Regions from separate parts of the Mus musculus genome. Here region 1 is linked to region 2. The links are chromatin contacts, called in public Hi-C maps. All regions are on one chromosome and are shown on one strand. The core of a region is the stretch at or near the end of the contact, and the rest is flanking DNA. Distances in the headings are between cores, read along the strand shown.

What was found. A called contact is a pair of places that touch in the nucleus more often than the background predicts.
Region 1: a Hi-C map of muscle stem cells shows a contact between it and region 2, with 1.8 times the contacts expected there. The contact joins two enhancer-like sites. A contact is called at or near these places in 1 of 484 Hi-C or Micro-C datasets (muscle stem cells), 2 of 115 datasets of contacts at active chromatin or transcription factors (embryonic stem cells and large pre-B cells) and 1 of 9 other capture datasets (embryonic stem cells).

What each region holds. Positions count from the first base shown.
Region 1 is chr14:62,386,157-62,392,455 of GRCm38.p6, forward strand. Gm46457 (a long non-coding RNA gene) reads left to right here. Exons shown (of 3, transcript XR_001781281.2): 3 at 6,299. It also overlaps a transcript of Gucy1b2 not described here. Among named protein-coding and RNA genes, the nearest start is that of Gm46457, 10 kb to the left of the region's middle. Within about 2 kb of position 3,480, at least 91 of the 459 cell types and tissues checked have an H3K27ac peak or open chromatin away from gene starts, as enhancers often do. A contact at or near this core is called in muscle stem cells, where this site is marked.
Region 2 is chr14:62,255,996-62,262,137 of GRCm38.p6, forward strand. No RefSeq gene overlaps it. Among named protein-coding and RNA genes, the nearest start is that of Dleu7, 34 kb to the right of the region's middle. Within about 2 kb of position 3,311, at least 22 of the 459 cell types and tissues checked have an H3K27ac peak or open chromatin away from gene starts, as enhancers often do. A contact at or near this core is called in muscle stem cells, where this site is marked.

The DNA of each region.
Region 1 (6,299 bases), core at 2,230-4,729, 130 kb after region 2:
AATACCAACCACATTCTAGAGAAGGTCCCATGTCCATACAAAATGGACTCCATATTTTTGTGTGTCTAGTTTGGTTGGTTGGTTTTGTTTGTGTGTGTGTGTGTGTGTGTGTGTGGTTTTTTTTTTTTTTTTTTTTTTTTGAAGGTTGGGGATATTTTTCTTCCTGGTTTTATGTTTTAGTTTGATTTTCAGTTTCAGTGTGTGTTTGCGTGCGCGCGCTCGTGTGTGGACACAGAGGACTTTTGGAAACTGGTTCCCCCCTTCTACTATGTTGGCCCTGGAAATCAAACTCAGGTTATCAGACTTGACACCCAGGGCCTTTACCTGCTGACCTAAGTCACCAACCTTCATAATAACCCTAATAGTAACCCTAATAAAATAAACACATAACATACAAGGAAGTGGATGGCTTGAACAGAGGAAAAAAATAATTCCAAGTCATAATGTATTTTTCCTCTCATAGTGATCCCAGTTCCAGGGATCTATTGACCCATCACAGTATGTAGTGGCAAAAGTTTATTCATATAAACTGCTTGAAGTTATTATGCAAGACTGCAGTCTACAGAGTTCATTAATGAGGAGCTAAATCCTGATGTGTCAGAAAAATGTCTTCAAGTTGTCTAAATTATATCATTTGCTACCTTAAATTCAGTGGCTAGAACCACAGTGCATAATTCTCTTCTCGCTCTGTAGGCTGATTAGGCTTAGCTGGGAGTTCCCAGGTAGAATTTATGTGTGGTTATAACCATGTTGGCTGGGCTAGAGTCCTCTGGAGGCTCTCCCCCTTTGTTTCTGAGTATTTCATGTTGGCCCCACTACAAAAGTAGCTAGAAACTGGCTAGGGGTCTCTCACCATGAGTTCTCTAACCTTGTACTTCTAGATGGTTAGACTTTGTGTGTTGGGTGTGTGGAAGGGGATGTTACACATGTGGATGTGTGGTCGATGTACATGTGTGTGGGGCCATAGGCCAGAGGAGGGTGTTGGGTGCTCTAATGAGTCATTCTCCACCTGGAGCTAGGCTGGGAGGTAAATCAGAAGAAGGTGGAAGGAACACAAAAAAACCAGCTAGAATGCCACAATAATAGCCCTAAGGATACAGTAGTGGCACACACACCTTGGTTGTAACCAACAACTCTCTAAGTTGGATTTAAGACCCACTCAACAGGAGGGAAGCCATGCCTGGTAGTGGTAACCTAGCTAACTACTCAGTGCTAGCGAAATCTTGGTTCTTGGAGGAAACTCTACAACCACTAATTTACTAAACCAGCATGATTCAAAACAACAATCTATAGACATATGTATACTTACAGGTAAGTTAGTGTTGCTATACTCCTTATCAGGGACATTTCTCTTTGCAACAGATGGAGCCCACTAAAAAACCCCATAAATCAGAATTCTGGAGCCAAATCGCAAAGGATGCATCTATAAAACACTCCCCACCTACAGCTCAGGGAACACTGCAGAAGCTGGGGTGGAAAGACTGTAAGAGCCAGAGGAACAGGGAGTTTTCTGTGAGACTGTGTTTCCTAGTAACATAAGAAGCCACACCCATAAAGTCTTACCAACATACCTGCCCAAATGAGAGCCCAACAAGTTATAGTATATAGGGGCATCATCCCTGAGGCCTAGTAAGACACTAAGAATATTTTAAAACAGGTGATGCTGGCATCGTACAATAATGCCTTGAGATGGGCACATTCAGTCGAGATGGGAAAGGTACACGTGCAGTGTCCAGCTTCCCATCACTAATGACACTGACAATGGTGAGGCTCTGAATGGCCTCCACTGTCTCTCTACTTAGCACAGAGGAAAACACATGAGGACGGGGAGATTATGACTGCATACTGTTTATTTACCACTTGCAAATCTGTTTTGTTCCTAATGTGTCCAGTTTTGGTAGATTTATACAATGTCTCTAAAACAGGGCTTCACAGTCTTTCAAAATTGGCATTTGTAGCTTTGCAAAGGGAGTAAGAGCCCTGCGTAAACCTGCTTAATTTGTTTATCATATGCTGAGTTTAAAAATTACTTTTGGGATAGAGTGGGGGGTGAATATGACCAAGACATATTTTATACATGTATGAAATTCTCAAAGGATAAATACAAATATTGTATTTTTAGAATCATTTTTTCTGAGAGTTACAGAATCCCCTATATTTTTCTGTTCTAAACTGCCACAGCTGTGCATAATCTAAAACCACAGCTCAGGGATCTGGGGGAGACTCCAGGGTCTGCTGGAGTCAAAGGGTCAAAAAACCTCTAAGTATTTGCTCCACAGCCAACAGGAGCCCTGACTAGACCTGGGGACACCGTAGCCTGTGGTAAACTATAAATGTATGCTGGAACACTTAAAGCTGGGACTTCATGTTTCAGTCTCTTTTAATAGCTGGACGTCTCCAGTGAAAAATCACACTGTAACTTTTCTTTAGGTCTCTCCTGTTCTGTTCTTGACAGCACATATCTGACTGGAGCTGCTGTGTCAGGAGTACAGTCTCTGCTTCCAACACAGAGACGGCTCTAGCCAATGGCTGAGAGCTAAGATCAGAGTTGGGGTAGGGTGGGTCTGAAGGCCAAGTCCTAGGTCTGTACCTCAGTTTCCTGTCTGCGCAGTGTGGCTAAAAACCATACCTGTGTAATGCTCAAAGGACTTCAGCTGGGTACCACAATGGTCCTGCTATATATGTGAACCCAAGTTCCTGGGTAGATGCTGATGGCTTAGATAGGCCACTAAGATCTAAGAGAGTGCCATCATTAGACCCCACTGAATGCAGACATGGAACTGCTGTCATTTCCTCCTCACCTCACATCAAGTTGAACCCCTGAGGGGAAAGAATTCAGAATCCTCTGAAAATTTTCGGACTGCACCATGCAGAAACTCAGAGCAGTTTCTCTTTGGGAGACAGAGTCTCTCAAGCCACCTTTAAAGAATGATTCAGCCAGTTGGTTGACATATCATTATCACATTTTGAAGTTAACACAGCCCCAGAGTCTATGAATGCTCACCCCACAGTTAATTATTCTTGAGTTTTTCTGTGCTCTCAAAACATATTCTACTTATGTAATGATCCCTCGGGGGAGCACCAGGTGCCTTTGTCCCACAGACAGGGCCAGCTGTGTAAAACCTCTGCATCTGTCAGGTTTCTCTATGTGGCACATAATTGCCTGATTTCCATCTGAAAGTGCAGCACTGACATTAAAGCCACATAGAACCCACCATTGATAACAATGGCTTCCCGACACCTAGAAGAAGCATGGGGGGTGGGGGGGCAAATAAACATGCTCCCCAAATGAGCGCTTGCCTTCACAGGGGCTGGGTCTGAATGTACAGCTGCAGATGAAGAGAACAAACCAAGAGGAATAAAGGAAATGAAAGCTACAGATTAGCATTCGGCTGTCTCAGCCAGATGGTCTTCTGGGGAGAGCGGTCCTCCGCTTGCTTTCTTCAGTCTCCAGGCTAGCACACAGCACCCACTCTCTGCAGGGGCAGCAGTGATCTCACCCCTCAGCCAGGCAACCCAGTGAATCACTCACTCTTTCTTTCTCACACAACTGTGAGCCAATGAAAACTTGAAAGTGAAAGAAAGACTAAGAAGGGATTGGGGGGTGGGGGGGCGGGGAAGCCAGGCATCTGTGATGAATGAAAAAGTCTTAGCCTAGGAGAGGGCTAAGATACCAAGACTGAGGGAAGTGTCGGGAAGCATCAGCTAAGGAAGAAGAGAGCCACTGAAAGAGAAAGCTGTAGACACCCCTCCTCCTCAGCGCCCAGAAGCATTGCCTCCAGCATCCAGGATTGCCATGGTATTCAGGACCTTGGGGTCCTGGCTTTTACAAGCTTGGGCTTGAGGTCTGTGCTCCCAAGGTAAAGAAAGCAGTGGCCTCTTCTCAACTTATTTAGAAACTGTCGCCTCCCTCCATGGCTAGACGCCAATGAGTCTGCCAGTCATTGGTCTGAGGACCAGCCATCTGCCACCATCTGGATAGACCGTGCCTGGGCCAGGTGCCCTGAAATGGAAGAAGCTAGGTGGGGCAGAGGCAAGGGAGGGGGAGGGGCAGGAGCAAGGCAGGGTTATGGGGTAAACTGAGCCTGCAAAGCTGTAGTTGTAGAGGGCAGTTCCCTGGAATGCTCTACTCTGAAAAGGGCTCTACCGACAGTCACCACCAAGCCAAGTGTTCACTGCTCATGAGCAAGCCTCGTATTTGAGTGGCAGCCCAGGTCTGCTGCTGGCCATGAGACAGACCACCAGATGGTGTGTGCCAGGGCATAGATGTTCTATGAGCTAATCGATCCAGTAGGAGTTAATACATCTAACTTGGGTCCAAGGGCCTCAATTCACAGAAGATTCCAGAACAAGTGAAGGTGCATTTTGAGGTTTTAGAGGCCCTGTGAGCAAGCACTTTAGCAGCTCGCCAAACTTCCCAAGTGTGGTGGTTTGGATGAGAATGGTCAACCTTCCCCACTGTGATGGACTCTGAGCTCTCTGGAACTGTAAGCACAAATAAAACCTTCCTTCTATGAGTTGCCTCATAGAAGTAACAGAAGTAGCATAAGTAACATAGCAATAGAAAAGTAACAAACACTTCCGAATACCAGGAGATTGTCTGTAGCAGTGTTTAATAGAATAAATGTCAGCTGCAGGGTGGTACCTATCACAGGATTGTCTTTCTTTTACAGCTGGAAATGATTATTTAAATCAAAATAAATGTGGAACAAAAATTGTCCTTGTTTTTGGCCTGGACTATGGTACCTGTCGCACAATTCTGACAGTTCTAAATATAATGTTCAATGAAGTAGCATATTGTACTGTGACCCCAGCCAAACAAGCTTGCAACAAAATAATCCAAGATCCCGGGCTCTGGTGTTTCTCCTTCCAAACTTAACTGAAAAGGCTTCCCACCAAATGACCAATTTGGTCTTGGTCTCCCAGGTAATGCCACGTCCTCAGAGTGGTCGTTCTAGCTAGGGCTTTCACTCAAGACATGGCTAGAGAGTTTCAAAGGAAAGTAGATGGAGACAGCAATGAGCTATGAATTCTGCTGTCTTTCCTTCCCCTCACTTAAACAGGGAGATGCCACACTTAGGATCAGGTTTTTGTTTGTTTGTTTGTTTGTTTGTTTTGTTTTGTTTTGTTTTTCGAGACAGGGTTTCTCTGTGTAGCCCTGGCTGTCCTGGAACTCACTCTGTAGACCAGGCTGGCCTCGAACTCAGAAATCTGCCTGCCTCTGCCTCCCAAGTGCTAGGATTAAAGGCATGCGCCACCACGCCCGGCTTAGGATCAGTTTTTAAATGCCCCAAAAGGCAGGTTATCTGATTATCCCTAACATTGTTGACTTGATGGCACTTCCAACATAGAGTGGGGATTCCAACGTGACTCTGTATGTCTCCTGGGTCCACTCCTCCAAACTGCCCTCTCTCTCTTTCTCTCTCTCTCCTTCTCTCTCCCTCTCTCTCCCTCTCTCTCTCTCTCTCTCTGGTGTAACCAAGAGTCAGGCTGTTTCCCAGCAGTACGGACTCAGACTGTTAACTCTGCCGTGCTCCCATTTCCTGGTCCATCAAGATGAATCTAGATGGGCTGTCAAACAGGGTTATCTCTAGTAATTAGGGTGCAAGCAACATCTGCATGCAGGGCCAGTGCCTGGTGCGCAGTTGATGCATACATAGTGTTACCAACCACTGCTACCATGAGCACTGTTGTCATCTTAACTTCATGGAATTCTCACAAAGCCTGTTAAGTTGGACTGGGGGAGAGACTTAGTGTGGGTAAAATTCTTGTTGTGGGTATAGGGACCATGTGAAATCAGGACGCCTGTAACTCCAGTTTGGGAGCTGAGACAGGTGGATGCTGGAAGGGGTACCTGACCAGTGTAGCCAAACCAGCAAACTCCAGATTCAGTGAGAGATCTTGCCTCAGAACATGAAGTGGGAAGTGATAGGGGGAGACACACAAAGTCAAGACCTGAGCACAACTGCACATGTCCCCCGCCACGTCCAGGACCTGGGTGTTGGGCAGGACTTGGCCTTGGCTCTATTCTTTCCCAAATCTGCCCTTTGGCTGTTTTCAGTTTGTTTTGTTTTGTTTGTTTGTTTGTTTTTCTTTTCATTTTACTTTTCAGAAAAAGATCTCCTGGGAAATGTGGCTTTCGTTCTGTTGCTTTCCAGAATTCCCAGGACTGGGAAGGGAAAATGGCTACATTTCACGCTGCTGGCCCAGTGCCTTCCACAGCACAGCTGTCATAGGGGTACCATAAACCACAGGGTCTGGGTCTCTAACCCCTCCTTCTCTCTCCTCCCACTACCAGT
Region 2 (6,142 bases), core at 2,061-4,560:
TCTCGGGAGGATTTCCTCAGGGTCAGGACATAGGAGCTATGTTCTGGGGGTGGAGAAAGACTGCATCTCAAGCTGACAGCTACGTTTGATAATGTTCAAGATTCTCCCACATGGTACTGATTTTGAAAGCATGAGGAGCAGCTGAGACTTTTCCCTGTGAGAAGCCAGGAACCGTCACTGGTGAAAGTGAAGCCTCAGCTGTAGGGTGACTCAGAATACTGGAGGTACAGGGATGACTACCACGGCCATGGGATGATCACCAAGGAAAGCAGCAGATGTGGAATGGAGCCAGCATGAGCCTATGAGGTAAGCTGTGCGTGTTGTGGATAACAGAGGCCAAAGGGGAGCACTGCCCAACCCCTTCGAACCCCAGAAGACCATGAGTCCCAGCCATCAGACATTTGAGCTTTTTATGACATTGGATTTTGGTTTGCTTTGCTTGTAACTGTGCCCCTGTTCTTTTGTGAAAAGGTAGATTGGGAAATCCTGAAGTCAGGGAAGTAGAGAGAGGTACAGGGAGAAAGAGTAGCAATGGGATGATGGAAACTTTGAATGTGCCTTGGCTGGGGTCTTCCCACCTCATAACTCAAGAACAGCCTAGGGCATCACGTGTCTCAGTCTGTGTCTTTTCTGTTCTCCAGGGTGGTGATTCTTAAGCCATCTCAGTCTGAGGTTATCGAAGTCTTCTCAAGGAATGATGCTAGACAGAAGCATGTTTTAAAAGAAGAAAGATGGGAGGTATCAGAAATAGCAAAAGCTAGAAGGCCGGGAGAATGGCCAGGTGGGATAACAAGATACTCGCTGCTGGCCACCCAAAGAAGTCTTCCGCTAAATGGAAAGAATGGAGATCTATCTGTTCAGCCAGAAGTCAGACCTGCGGGTGCTTCAGCTCCTGCTGAAGCCTAAGGACTTGTTTGTTATCCTGTAACAAAATACCTGAGATGAACATAAAAGGAGAATGGAGGTCCCACTTCCTAAAGACCCCACCCCTTCCAACCATACCACCAGCTGTCAAGCAGATCCAAATTACTCAGTGAGAATTGCAGACATTTGTAACCATACTTTTGGGTACTTTATTGAGTTGTTTTCCCTACTATCCTTCGCCTCCCTTATCCCTTCCAATCCCCTGACACTAGGTAGTAGGAGAGAGAGAAGGTGAGAGAAGAAAGGGGACATTGGAATTCTTAAACCACTTCCTGTTGTTTAGGGGTGTTGAGGTCCTTGGTGCAGGTCCAATCTTCATCATCATCATCATCATCATCATCATCTGGATATCTTCAACCAGCAACCAGGAATCCACTAAACAGCAAAAGCAGCAGCAGGAAGTAGCAGGAACTGCCGGGAGCAGCAGCCACCACAGTCCCTAGGGGCTCTGGCGTTTTATACCCACTTAAGAGTCCCCAGAATTCCAAACATAAACTGTCTTCAGCTAGCAGAATCACGCCCAGGCTACAGCATGTAAGAAATCAGAGTTAGCTTCTGTGCATGATCTGAAGCAGCCTCATATCCATACCTGGGATTAAAACAGAAACACATTCACATAACATTTCTATGTTTAAAGAAACCAAAATTCGCCGGGTGTGGTGGCACACGCCTTTAATCCCAGCACTTGGGAGGCAGAGGCAGGCAAATTTCTGAGTTCGAGGCCAGCCTGGTCTACAGAGTGAGTTCCAGGACAGCCAGAACTATACAGAGAAACCCTGTCTCGAAAAACCAAAAAAACCAAACCAAACCAAACAAACAAACAAGAAACCAAAATTCTCACTACAGATATTCTTGCTCAATTTTTGTAACACAATCAGTGCTTTAATTTTTTCTTCATTTTTAACAGAAAAAAATAAATCAATAGAGCCAGACATAGGATGCCAAGCTGTGACCCCAAGCAGTTAGGAGACTGAGGCAGGAGGACTGTAAATCTGAGGCCAGCTGAAGCTATGTAGTGAGATGCTGTCAAACGATAAATAATAACTACGACAAAAATAGGACCTGTGAAAATGAAGATGGAGAAGTCACAAAGAAAATCCTGTGTACTATCCTGGGTAACATGTTAAATTAAAGGGCAGTTTAGAGATACATGCCTTTAATCCCACCAGTGAGAAAACTGAAGCAGTAGGATTGCTATGACTTCAAGGTAGCCTGAACCATATAGCAATACTGTGCCCCAACCCACACACACACAATTGATTAAAAAGCACCACAGAAAAAATATTATGTTAAGGACATTTCTTAAAGTGGGACTAATTCCCAGACTCTCTGTCAATTCTGCACGTCTGGAACTTGTCTGATTACTTGACTACTCTGAGTATGGTAATGATGATAGCAGTTTGATGGACAGTCGGATGATAAAGCTCGGCCAGTCTTCCTCGCCAGCTCCTTGTCCCTGGAAAGTATTAATCAGTGAAGTTTTTGCCTTGGAGCAGACATGTTGAAAGGAAACCCTGAGAACGTCATTTCCCAGCTTGAGGAAGAGCGAACTTCACTCAATCTATTCCAGAAAGCATGGGCACCTGGGAACTGAACATTTCTTTCCATCAGAGCCCAATAATGATCTCGTTAGGAGTGCTGCGTGCACTGGGGGTGATAAACCAAGCTGTGGTCTAAACTACTGCATAATTTTCACTCTACTTCACACTGGACACAATGACCTCATCTGTCAAACTATCAACTGACTGATTAAATGAAGTAAGAAAATAATCCTAGCTGGTCTCAGATAGTGAGAGTTCAGCTGCCCAAGGGATTGAGGTTTCCTGCGAGTTTGATCTAGACATCAGTTGGCCAGCCTGCACTCCATCTTCAGTCTGCCCAGGAAAGGCCACTCAGGCCAAGGGAGAATTCTCCACAGAGCCTTTAACCCAAAATGGAGAAACTTAGCCCAAATCATTTTTCTCACTTCGGGGTAGATCCTGGGGCAGTCTGACCTGAAAGCTCCCCGCCACCCACCCAGATGCCAGCTGAGAGCTCTCCCCAAGGGTATTTAAAGCCTAGGTGTACAAGGACAGAAAGTCTATGTTCAGTGAGAAAAAAAAAATCAGGCAAATAAAGTTTGCTTAGAAGAAAACAAAAAGTGCAGTAACTTTTCAGGAAAAAAACCTGCCAACGGCCTTGAGAGCTTCTTGTGACAGGATGTTCTACTGGGTGACCCTCTAAGCTGACAGCTGCAGAACAGATCTGTGACACCAGCAGCTGCCTCAGGACGGGGGCAGCAGTTGACCCCCCGCTTGCTGGTTTTATTATCTTGAGTTCCAGGAGAGCCTCTCTGCAGCTGGCTGCTGGGGAAGAGAAGTGGCTGGTGATCCTCCACCAGCTCATCCTCTCACTTTCTGGAAGCTCCCCTTGGAAATGGAGGCCTCACTCCCTGGAGAACATGCTGTTGTGTGGTGCCAGACTCTGCCCCAGACACTCTCCAGCTGGGTCTACAGACTCTCGTTCTCGTCTTCCGGCAGTGAGCTCCGCCGTCACGCTTCACAAGAAGCTAACACTGGTTCTGACATCGATCCAGAGTTCTGAGCTCTTACAGAACAGCCAGTTCAGTAAAGCACAACACTTCTTACAACCAACTATTGCCTTTGCCTGCTAAAAGAAGGGAACATTATGACAACAGAAAAAAAAAAAAAGTCAGGAAATGTAAGCACACGTGTCTTAGAAAGAAAGTGGTGGAGCCTTCTCAGTGTAGTTAGATCTCAGGGACAACTGTTCTGTGTCCCCAGCCCTTGTGGTCCAGAAGGCAGAAGACTACATCAGGATGCAGCCCCATCCACCCACTGCATTAGGGGAAAATCCACAGAGCTCTTCTTGCACCAGGGGCTGTTGGGGGCATTCCATTGCTTGCTGTGCATACAATCTGTCACCACCCATAGCTCAGTGGTGTGTGGTTTGAAGGAACCTTAGATTGGATTCAACTGTTGGGAAGTTTTTGGTATATTTAAAAGTTTTACAAATTTTATATTAAGTACCCCTAAGAAGCCCATCTCTTTACAGCCCCATGGAAAAGAGTTTAATGATGTTTGCCTTTCAATGACCCCAAAAGTCTATAAATAGTGTGACTGAGAAAGGATTTTGAACATTCTAAAATAACAGGGGTCAGAGGAAGCCTTGAGATGAATAGGCTTCATGCAGGAAGGTGTGTGTGTGTGTGTGTGTGTGTGTGGAGTGGTATGTATGTGTGTAGTGGGTATGTATGTGTGTAGTATACTATGATGTACATGTAGTACATAGTGTGTGCATGCAGTGTGTGTTATGTTTGTGTGTTTGTTGTATATGTTGTATGTGGTATATTTGTATATTGTGCATATGAAGTGTGTGTGTGTATTTTTGTGTATGTGTGTGCACATTAAAGCATGTAAGTACCTATACACATGTATATGTGGTACCTATGTTTTTACATGTATAACTGGTGTGTGTGTAGTGTGGTATATGTGTATATATGTTTGTGTGCACAGTACGTTATGTGTGTGAATTTGTATGTGCTATGTTTGTGTTTTGTGCATATGAAGAGTGTGTATTTGTGTGCACATTAGTGTGCCTACATGCATGTGTGTATGTGGTACATGTGTTTTTACATGTATAAGTGTGTGTGTGTGTGTGTGTGTGTGTGTGTGTGTGGTGTGAGCTGGAAGGAGCACAAGGGTAAGTCCTGCTTTTGTTAGGTCTCTCAAACTTCATTTAGTTTCTCTGACCTGAGTAGAGGAGCTCTGTACTTCAGGACTTTCATCAAAGACATCAGCAGGAAAGGTGAACCCAAACTGAAAAAGCTTAGACAGAAACTGGATGTTAAGAACTCAGCCTGCAAAGTACCAGGGGAAAGAGGAAGAGGGCATGGAGAAGAGGCCAAGCCCATCTACTTGGAACAAGCCCTCTGGCCGGCCCACAGACCACACACTCTCCTGAGTAGAGCCACATATGTGCTCTCCTGTAGGCAGAATTCCTATCTGCTTAACAGAAATGCTTACAATTGGCTGGGATCTCCAAAGAACTGTGAGGGTTGGCATGTCTGAGGGAAGTCTCTTCACTTAAGTGTTCCCATCATGGACACCTGTGTTTGGCTAGGGTGCCTTGTCAGGGCCACGTGGCTCTGGATGCTGAGCTGAATGTGTGGAGAGACACCTCCTATAATTGTTTTAAGGTCACAGAAGGAGGTGACTGAAAAGGGATTGATGAAAATGGGGCTGGCACCAGTTGAAAGATGACTACAGCATTCACTTCTGACTTCAGCAGCAGAGCCCTCTTTAAATGGAAATGCTAAGTGAAAATCATTTAAATGATAAGCTTGGTGGCCTGATCGCAGGAGAGAATGATCACTGGAGCTGAATTTAAAAATGTATGTATTTCTTATTAATTACATCTAATTTCTCTCTAAGGTTAGACTGAAACAGAACCTCTAGGAGCTTTCTTCTCATTACTTACTTTCTTTAACATGAACATCGAAAGGGTTTTTTTTTTTAACTTTTAAGTAAATATTTTTAATTTAACCTAATTTAATAATGTATTTAATAATTAAATAATTAATAAATTACAATAAAATTAATATAATTTAAGTAAGTAAAAAAAAATTTTTTAAGTTAGAAATTACTTATATTAAAAAGCCTAGATTCCATGGTGGGCGCCATCTTCAGCTCCAGATAGCCGGCCACCTTCCTGGTGAGAGCACGGGGGTCTGCCAGGCCTGAGAGGTTTGTGGCACAGGCGCCGGCGGGAGCCTTCTTGGCTCCGGGACTCCGCGGAGCACGGGTGACCGTGTGGAATACAGAGTGCCAGCCGTTTCTGGGACGGGCGAGAGTCGCAGAGCTTCTGGGCGGCGCCATCTTCAGCTCCAGACAGCCGGCCACCTTCCTGGTGAGAGCATGGGGGTCTGCCCGGCCTGAGAGGTTTGTGGCACAGGCGCCGGCGGGAGCCTTCTTGGCTCCGGGACTCCGCGGAGGGCAGGCTGCACGGGTGACCGTGTGGAATACAGAGTGCCAGCCGTTTCTGGGACGGGCGAGAGTCGCAGAGCTTCTGGGCGGCGCCATCTTCAGCTCCAGACAACCAGCCACCTTCCCGGCAAGAGCCACAGAGCTTCTGAGGCAGTGCCATCCTCAGCTCCAGACGGCCGGCCTCCTTCCGGACAAGAGCCACAGAGCTTCTCAGGCGGCGACATCTTCGACTC